Regions from separate parts of the Zea mays genome. Here region 2 is linked to region 1. The links are chromatin contacts, called in public Hi-C maps. All regions are on one chromosome and are shown on one strand. The core of a region is the stretch at or near the end of the contact, and the rest is flanking DNA. Distances in the headings are between cores, read along the strand shown. Region 1 holds the start of LOC100276139. Region 2 holds the start of LOC100279200 (IRK-interacting protein).

Region 1 (4,708 bases), core at 311-2,810:
ATCATTTGAATGAATGTGGATAGAAAAAATGGGTTAAAAAACTATATTTCGGGACGGAGGGGAGTACATGATATTTGTTTGACTGTCTAATATTGTCTAAATTCAAATGTTCTGAATAATCCAGTTCTAAGGATCATGCTTTTTGTGGTGTGAGGAAAGGAGTTCTACACTTGGTCATATGTTCAAAGTGCTATGCGAACTTGCAATTAGAATTATGGAGAAGTTCTGTAGGCTCATTCCTATTTGTTACTTTTAACCATTTCATTCAGGTATATGCCAGAGATTCATCATGTCATATCTGGCCGCGCTATTGAGGTGTTTAAAATGTAAATTAATGATCTGTATCACTAACTGGACCTTCTCACGTTAGTGACTCAGATTTATAATTACATCAACTCATGACATTGCTGTACGCGAACTTGCAATTAGAATTATGGAGAAGTTCTGTAGGTTCATTCCTGTTTGTTATTTTTAACCATTTTATTCAGGTATATGCCAGAGATTCATGATGTCATATCTGGCTGCGCTATTGAGGTGTTTAAAATGTAAATTAATGATCTGTATCACTAACTGGACCTTCTCACAAAGGTGACTATAGTCGAGCAGAGTGGAGGCCGCAAAATTGACTAAGAATATGCCAAGAACAAGAAACATAAAAACATAAATATTAGTGACACCAAAGATAAACAAGACTTCAAACCATGTGACGATAGCGGATAGGATAGGATCAATAAGAGGCTCACTATCAGTGGCACTAAGATAAATATTAAGCTCCATGGGAGTCTCAAAGGTATGGTGGTTAGTAAGAGAAGCATAATCATGAAGCCTCTGAATGTACTTTTTGAGATAGATAGAAGCCTTCAGGCGTGGAGGAGACCTCGATCCCAAGAAAATAACGAAGAGAACCAAGATTAGACATAAAAAATTGGACACTCAGATGTGCCCTTCACAAAGTCAATATACTAAGGATTATCACCAGACAACAATGATCACAAAAGACCACGATAGATTAAAGTGGATAGGTGGGAGCCATAAAAATGACCAAATTTGTCACTGATAATTATTGGGATAATATTAAATAGGAGTAAACTCATATTTTTCACATAAAAGTTAATATAATGTAGTGAACTAAATTTACATACAGTGTTAAATATAGAAGATTTATATTTTAAAGGTCAAGAAATGAACCAAGAACTTTACTAGTGTCAAATAAGGAATTGTCTCTTTGTATTAGTATAGTGTATAGAAAAACTATGAACGAAACCGAATATATGATTTTGAAAAGAAAAGTCAATGCAAAAGGAAAAGGAAAGAAGGAATCCATTTCAATGGGAAAAGGGGAAATGTTTTTTCCTTTTTGAGAAGGAGAAAGCTACTTACAAGATCCAAGCAAATCGTAAAGACCAATTCTAGCTCATAAAATAGCTCATAAAATAACTGCAGTTTCTGCTAAGCCCAGCCCAGCGCTCCCAAACCAAGCCCAGCCCATTTTCAGCGCCTCCAGGCTCCGGCCAACTCGCAGCCAGTCTCCACAGCGCAACGAACCTCGAGTCCTCGACAAGCACCCAAATCGACGAATTCTTCCCCCCTCTCCGATCTCGACGCGCACCGATGCGGGCGATGTCGTCGGCGGTTAATGGTATGCTGCGGGCACGGCTGCGCGGGGCAGCGCGCGTTCGCGGCGGCGGCGGCGAGGGGGCCGGGCGGTGGACGACCCCAGGTCACGAGGAGCGCCCCAAGGGGTACCTCTTCAACCGGCCGCCGCCGCCTCCGGGGGAATCTCGCAAGTGGGAGGATTGGGAGCTGCCCTGCTACGTGACCTCCTTCCTCACCGTCGTCATCCTCGGCGTCGGCCTCAACGCGAAGCCCGACCTTACAATCGAGACGTGGGCGCACCAGAAGGCGCTCGAGCGCCTCCAGCAGCAGGAGCTCGCCGCTGCCGACACCCAGGCCGAGTGATCCGCGCGTCTCAGGTCCTCTCGAACTCTCGGCTGCCTCTGATTTGGTTCCAATAAGATGGCCACAATGTGCGGTCCTGAATGTTCTGGACTTCTGGTATTGATGGAACACGAGCTGAACACTATGCTGCTGTTTTTTCTGTTCTGTTTTGAAATTTGCCCGGTGATGATGGCGAATGTCCTGAATATTCTGAATATTTTGAAATGTTTGACTGTTGTATTATCATCTTATCCTTCCGTTGTACTACCGCATGAGCACAATTTAGGATTTTACTTGTTTATCACTTCCGCAGATAGCTCTGTCGTGAAATGTTTCTTACATTGTTTGAGAGCCTCAGGTATTTTCCACATTTCTCAGTAGGCATATTGCATAGATAAATCAGGAGCACTGCTATGTGTCTGACACATGTATGAGTATGACCAGGCCTAATCAGCCAATCAGAAAGCTCGTTTTCATCCATTTGGGATAGGCGGCACACATGTTTCTATAGGTGCACACACACACACCACAGGCACAGGTCGGATGTCCATGGCCATACACAGCCAATCTAATAAATTAGTTTTAAAATGATAGATGGTAATGCATATTGTGGCAGTGTAAGTTATATGGATAGGAGATTGATGGCAGGGCGTATACCCCAAGCGGCGCACAAGAGCCATAGTCACACACAAGGAGTAGACGAACGAGAAAGAGGCGTTAAAGATGGCCCTTGGGCCAAGCAAGATAATTGTCTTTCATACCTTAAAATAGTTACATTGCCGATATATTTATAGTCCTTAGAGGACTTCGCCATCGAACAAACTAGAGAAGGAATCCTTATAGATTTGGACTCTCCTTTTCTAACAAACCAATTCTATTTTCTAAACCAACTCTTTGCTAAACTGGGCTCATGAGCTATGGTACCACACTATAGTATCCACCCTTATTTGAACATCGATTCCATGCTTCCACCCTTATCCAATTTGTCCATACCCACATTGCCCTTACGGCCTTACCCAATCAGGAGTTAGACAAATTTAACAGGAAATGGGTGGGAAAGATGACACAACAAGAACAAGCCATGTTAACCATGAGATTTGAATTTTCTGATAAAAGAATTAGAGACAAAGGCACAAAGCAGCAAGAAATGACTGATTAGTAACATATTACAATACTATGGCATAGAAAGAACCAAGGCACTAATTAAGGATCGGAAGGATCACATCCTGGTTCTATTTTTGTTCATAGTCTTATTTCAACTTGCCTATCTTCATACATGTGGCATGTGTTGATGTTTAGAAATCTTCAGTGGAAGAAGATCAAAAGCTACTGCATAAATTGTACATACACATTTCATGGGAACCAATTGAGAATTTTTGAAAGGCCAACTGTAATCGACCGAATTGTAGATACATGTCATTAGAAGAACCAATTGCTGTGTGTGTGGGGGGGGGGGGGATCCCAGATTTTGGTCATTAGTAGATAAAATATTTCTATTTCGTTTTTTAACTTAACTGATGATGTTCACGAATGCCATATTGCCTAACATTTTAAAAATGTTTTGCATCCATCCACTTCATCCTTTGGTTGTAATTGTACTACATGGAAACAGTTAGGAACTTAGGATTATCTTCTGTCTATTCTACTGATAACTCTGTTGTGAAAGATTCTTATGGTGTATGAGAGCCACACTGCCAGAGCCTCAGGTGTCTCTCAGTAAATATGTTACTTGGAGAAGTTAGATTGAAAACGTTAGAAGAAGATAGCCCATAATGTGTAAATGTGCTGAGCTGTGGGTATAATCATATAGAAGATGCAGGACTAATATTTGGATTGCTATTAGGTGTAACTATTAGCTTCTATGTTAGCTGAGCCTGTTTTATCATTTAATAAAAAGAGATAAGAAGCCATTAATAAATAGGGATAAGAAGCCAAGTCAATGTAAAGCATGTGGAATGCTGCTTCAGTAGTGTTGCTATGAATGCTATGGTCAAATAGGCATGTTGTACGCTTGAATTGATGCTACGATGAAGGATAAATTGTTGCCTATTTCTTTGTACTGAATTTGATGGTTTCTGGTAGAAACGATCATGGATTGCTTAGACGTCTTAAAAATAAGATAATATGTTGACTTTTAAATTGGCAAAGGATCCGAGCCATAGTACATGGACTACTGGTGGAAGTTCACTTTCACAGTCACAAATATACTTAAGGCTTTTGGGGTCAGTTGCTCTACACAAAACTTGGTAAGCTTTTCACGCATGCTTACTAGTCATATGCTAAGGAGGCCCCTTTTTATTATTTTCTGCAAAGTTTGGTGTAGTTGTGCTTTGTCATCTTACCATCTCCATACACAAGCAATTCTAGACATGAATACTGGGAATCAGTGTTTCTAAATACTCAAATTACTGTCTATGTTTCATATACCAAAAATTCATATGCGTTTGAGAAAAAATATACCAAAAAAGTTGACGAGTTAACATATCAAGCATGCTAGAACTTAGTTTGAGTGATTACTGTGGCTAAGCTAGCATTGATGGTTGCAAAATTACCATTCTGCGCCTAATGATGGATAACAACTTAGCAGCCACCTGGTGAGTGCTTCTGCAGTTAAGTGTGATAGGCAGACAAGTTGAGCAACCTTGAACAGTTGAACTTGAACACTTCTGGGTTCATGTACCTTAATCAGCAAATGATTCTACTTCAAGGGACATAAGAAATGAGCTTGTCTTTGTTTAAAACCCACAAATGATCCTTGTCATTGTTTTTA
Region 2 (5,097 bases), core at 1,165-3,664, 240 kb before region 1:
CGTTGGCGCGGAGATGACCGTTGCTTCGGAGGCGCACCGGACAGTCCGGTGCACACCGGACAGTCCGGTGAATTTTAGCGGGCTAGCCGTTGGCGTTTCCCGAAGCTGGCGAGTTCCTGAGGCCGACCTCCCTTGGCGCACCAGACACTGTCCGGTGTACACCGGACACTGTCCGGTGTACACCGGACACTGTCCGGTGTACACCGGACAGTCCGGTGAATTATAGCCGAGTCACCCTGGAAATTCCCGAAGGTGGCGAGTTTGAGTCTGAGTCCCCTGGTGCACCGGACAGGTACTGTTCACTGTCCGGTGGCACACCGGACAGTCCGGTGCGCCAGACCAGGGGTGCCTTCGGTTGCCCCTTTGCTCCTTTATTGAATCCAAAACTTGGTCTTTTTATTGGCTGAGGGTGAACCTTTTACACCTGTATAATCTACACACTTGGGCAAACTAGTTAGTCCAATTATTTGTGTTGGGCAATTCAACCACCAAAATTATTTAGGAACTAGGTGTAAGCCTAATTCCCTTTCAATTAATTAATTGAGTTATAATGCATAGGGAAGATGTATAGGAGAAATAGTTTGAGACAAACTATATATAATGGGAGAATCTTTTAGGGAGGGGGGGGTAAAATATATTAGAAAGTACATATAAGGGGAAACCTATACGAGGAATGATTGGAGAGAGCGTTAGAGTACCTGCAACAGTAATTTAGGCTATTCACAGTTCAAAGTAGCACCCTAATGTTTTCAAAAATATCACATCTTTTTTTGTATGAAATTGTCTATCTTGAGTTTTTTTAGATGAAACTCTCCCACCTCCCACGAAAATATCTCTCTCCTTATTAATTTTTTGTCATGTCATCATACTTATTTATGTGGTGTGATATTTAATAAAAGATGGAACTCAAATAAAGTTTCACTGGAAATAGCCTTATAAGCTAGCTAGCTCAAAGCATATTGTTTTATATCTTAACATAAGAAAGAGAAAAACTAGCTTTTAACCAAAAGATAGTCTCATATACATATTTAACAAAAGTGCCACATAAAGCTATTCATATCATGAGCTATATGCTAAAAGTTGGTATTATTTGAAAAAAAATCATTGTGGATGCCCTAACGCTAGTAAGGTCCATCTGGCTAGGCCCACTGTAAAAGTCCTCAAAGTTGCAAAGGGGAAGAGAAATGATATGCTACCTTTTTGTTGGTTCTGTTGTCTCTAACCGGGCTTTTCCAAATCGCTGATCTCTGATAATGTTTGTCTACAACTGCTCACATTTTTTTTTTGCATCGTCTGGTAAAGGACTAAAGGTGACCATGATTAACCTACCACTTTAACCTATCCGGACTTGTGATCCGTGAAACTTCTTTTGCATTATTGGCCATGCATGCAGCTAGCTAGGACCTTGAGCCTCGCATCTGCTATGTGAACTAACCCTGTTCTGAGGTTCTAATTTAACTTACACTGCTGGCTTAGGATCTTGTTAACCTTTTGCAGTAACCTTTTTGACTAATCACTGGATTCAAGACAGTGCCAGGAAGAACAGGCTCCTTGAGATCCTCCCCATCCATTAGACAAATCAAGAAAGACTTTGGAGCTCTTTGAGGAACAATAAGAATGTCTGTCAAATGGACTTTTTGTTATGGAGAAAAGAATTGTAATACGCTCTGTAGTGCACTAGTGTGGCAGGTGATTGCAGTTTGCAGGGGCCTCTCAATTGGTGAACTTCACCAGGTGCCAAATTGAAGGCAAATGGCTTTCAGATTTTGTAAGAAAAAGAGTAAGGTGGCGTTTGTTTGGTATTATAATCTAACCAGATTATATAATCCAACAAATTTTAAACTAACGTTTAGTTCAAAATTTGGTGAATTATATAATCTGGGTAGATTATAATCCCACACAAATACCCTCTAAGTATATATTTTGGGACCTTAATCCAGGCTTCGGCAACCCTAATTGGCTGACCCCAGTAAAACAAACAGGCAAACAAACATGCAGCCGTGCAGGAGAGCCTGCAGGGCATTGGCATCACTACAGCAGGTTCATTAACTCAGCTGGTCTTATAACCAATGGGGAAGAGAGGAGCATGACCACTGTTTGGCCCATCCCCAACTGCCAACAACTACTACTCCAGACAATAATAACAGTAAGCATAATGTTACTTTGTGTGATGACAAAATAGTTCCAAATTTACATACTATTCAGATATACAGGAGTAAAAACAATTGTGTTTCAAACGAGGGATTATTTCCGTCTCTCAAATTCAAATATAAGCAGTTGTCTTTGCAAGCCGTAGTCCAGAGAAAAGGATTTCAAGATTTACCCAATTGACGCTGCATGTACTATCAATCTCTTCAAATGGGTTGTTCCCTACAGGCCTCCACCATTTCAGATTTCACCCACCAGGCCACCACCACCCTCTCTCGGCTCGGCTACTGTTCGCCAATTCCTTGCTTCCTTCGCTCACAGCGTTTCAGATTCCCAAGAAGGCAAGAATCCCCTCCCTTCCCATTTCCCAGCAGCAGCAGCTTTGGAGCCAAAGGGGCAGGCAGCCTTTGACCCTCCACCGTCGCCATGGCCGTGGTCGCCGCCGGGGGCGAGGAGGCCTTTGCCCCCGCTGCGCCTTCCACGTCCGGCGCCCCGGCGTCGCGCCAGGACGTGCAGGCGGCCATCGCCAAGGCCGTCGAGCTGCGCCAGCTTCACGCCGCCCTCATCCAGCGCGGCGCGCCCAATGCCCGCGCCGCCAGCCGCAGCCCGGCCGTCATTCGCCTCCCGCCACTCGCGTCCCCCGCGCGCTCCAGAGCAGCAGACGAGGAGTACCCAGTTTTTACTCCGGTGAGCTAGTTTCTTAACACGTGTTAGCTATATGTGGGACTGTGGGAGTGTGCGACCTTAAGGCCTCGAGGCTCGAGCTCACGGCAACTGACAATGTTGTCTCTTGCTTGCTTGCCGGGCTCGGCCAGGCCTACGACGACGAGGAGCACGTAGCAGCCGTTGCACCGAACCACATTTGCCCGGACAACCGAAGCCGGTCGGAAAACTGGACTGGGGTCGCCCTGGATCAGGGTGGCAGCGACGACGCGGCCTTGTCCGATTACGACGGCCTCCAAGCCTTCTCGTCCTCCAACAGCGACGTGTTCTTCCCTTCCTCCAACGACCACCGTCTTCGGAACAGAGGCACGGCGTACAAGATCCACCCCGCCTTCATGCACTCGGCGCCGTCGGCCGACCGCTTCCTGCCGTCCGCCGGCCGGGTGGCCTACACGTCCGAGCTGAACCTGCCACCGGCGACGTGCGGCAACGCGTTCCGGCCCGCCACGATCAGCGGCACCAGGGTGCCACCCCCATCGGCGCACTCGCGGACGAAGCAAGGAGGGCCGCCGCAGATCCTCTCGTGGCTCTTCCCCAAGTCGAGAAAGAAAGCCAAGCCACCGGAGATGACGTCGCCGACGGCCATCGAGCGCGGCAACATGCCGCAGCTGCTGACCGAGTGGGGGGCGCTATCTATGGAGTCCCTCAAGAAAGAGCTCGCGGAGGCCAACGCGCACCGGGACGCCGCCCTGCACGAAGCTGCCGAGGTGAGGTCGTCGCTGGGGGAGCTGGCCACCAAGCTGGTGAGCGTGGAAGCGTACTGCTCGGAGCTCAAGAAGGCACTGCGGCAGGCCACCAACTCGCCGTCCGTCTCCCGGAGACCGACGAAATCGATCGAACCCAGCCGAGAGCTCTCGATGCCGGTGAGCCACGAGGTGATGGTGGAAGGCTTCTTGCAGATCGCGTCGGAGGCGCGGCTCTCTGTGAAGCAGCTCTGCAAGGCGCTGATCCAGCAGGTGAACGAAGAGTCCAGTGACGGCCTGTCCGACAAGCTGAACCTGCTCCTTCGCCCGTACCAGCTCGCGCTCAGCAGCGGCAGCGTCAGCAAACACTGCTCGAAGGCCGTGCTGTACCATCTTGAGGCGATCATGAACCAGGTCATGTTCCAGGACTTCGAGAACCCCGCGTTCCAGCGGAACGGCTCGCCGAGGTGCCTCGACCCGGCGGAAGACAGCCGGCAGAGCTTCGCAGCCTTCGTGGCGCTGCGCAACCTTAGCTGGAACGAGGTTCTGCGGAAGGGCACCAAGTACTACAGCGAGGACTTCAGCCGTTTCTGCGACCGGAAGATGAGCGTCGTCGTGGCGACGCTTGCCTGGTCCCGGCCGTGGCCCGAGCAGTTGCTTCAGTGCTTCTTCGTCGCCGCCAAGTGCGTCTGGCTGCTCCACCTGCTGGCCTTCTCCTTCGGCCCGCCGCTGACGATCCTGCGCGTCCAAGACGGCCGCGCATTTGATGAGCTGTACATGGAAGACATCCTGCATGACAGGCAGCCGGTGCAGAGTCCTTGTCAAGTGAAGATAATGGTGACGCCGGGGTTTTACGTGCAAGATAGAGTGCTCAAGTGCAGGGTCCTCAAAACAAGATCGGCAGCATAATTGTGTCTCTTTGACCAACAGCTAGTGTGGTGTCAACTCACTCGTGTAACATTTTTCTTTTTTTGTTTTGAGCCAAAGGTCAAGAAACTTGAGGTGCTGAACCGCATGTTTGCTGTAGATTTGGAGTAAACAACTAACGAAGTGAAGCCTGAGCTTTCTTTGACCAACATGTTTGGATCACTCCTTTGTTATGTTATGATCAACAAAAATGTTCCATTACAAGATACTTTTCAGATGTTATCCATCCCTGATTCGGCTAGAAAACAAGAAATATTCTGAACATTTTGAAGCCAGCATCTGCATTTTCTGAAGCACAGAACTGAGCATTACCGCCCTAGAGAACTAGACAAGATGAAAACATATGTATGCACATCAGCCGCCTGTATGACAAAATTGAAACCTGGAATCACACCCAGCTGCTCTCAAATGAGATATCATCGATCCGAAACGACAAATTCCCCACGTACTCCTCTTCAGCATCTACTCCGCCTTCTATGGTCTCCACAAGGTTTTGCTGTAGGTGAGGGAGCAGCGTTGAAGGCATGGTGAGCTTTGGGGAACGCACGGCCCTCTCTGCTGGGTTGGGAGCAGAAGGCTTCTCCCAGGCAAGTAGATGCAGCTGGATGGGGCGCAC

The links. A called contact is a pair of places that touch in the nucleus more often than the background predicts.
Region 2: a contact with region 1 is called in a Hi-C map of leaf, with 3 times the contacts expected there. The contact joins the promoter of LOC100279200 here to the promoter of LOC100276139 in region 1. A contact is called at or near these places in 4 of 25 Hi-C or Micro-C datasets (ear, leaf and tassel).

The regions. Positions count from the first base shown.
Region 1 is chr7:138,175,744-138,180,451 of Zm-B73-REFERENCE-NAM-5.0, reverse strand. LOC100276139 reads left to right here and starts at 1,560. Exons shown (of 1, transcript NM_001149999.1): 1 at 1,560-2,181. The coding sequence starts at 1,612. The coding sequence ends at 1,959.
Region 2 is chr7:138,421,193-138,426,289 of Zm-B73-REFERENCE-NAM-5.0, reverse strand. LOC100279200 (IRK-interacting protein) reads left to right here and starts at 2,414. Exons shown (of 2, transcript NM_001152224.1): 1 at 2,414-2,835; 2 at 2,964-4,688. The coding sequence starts at 2,575. The coding sequence ends at 4,463. It overlaps LOC103632934, which reads right to left. Exons shown (of 4, transcript XM_008654643.4): 4 at 4,618-5,097.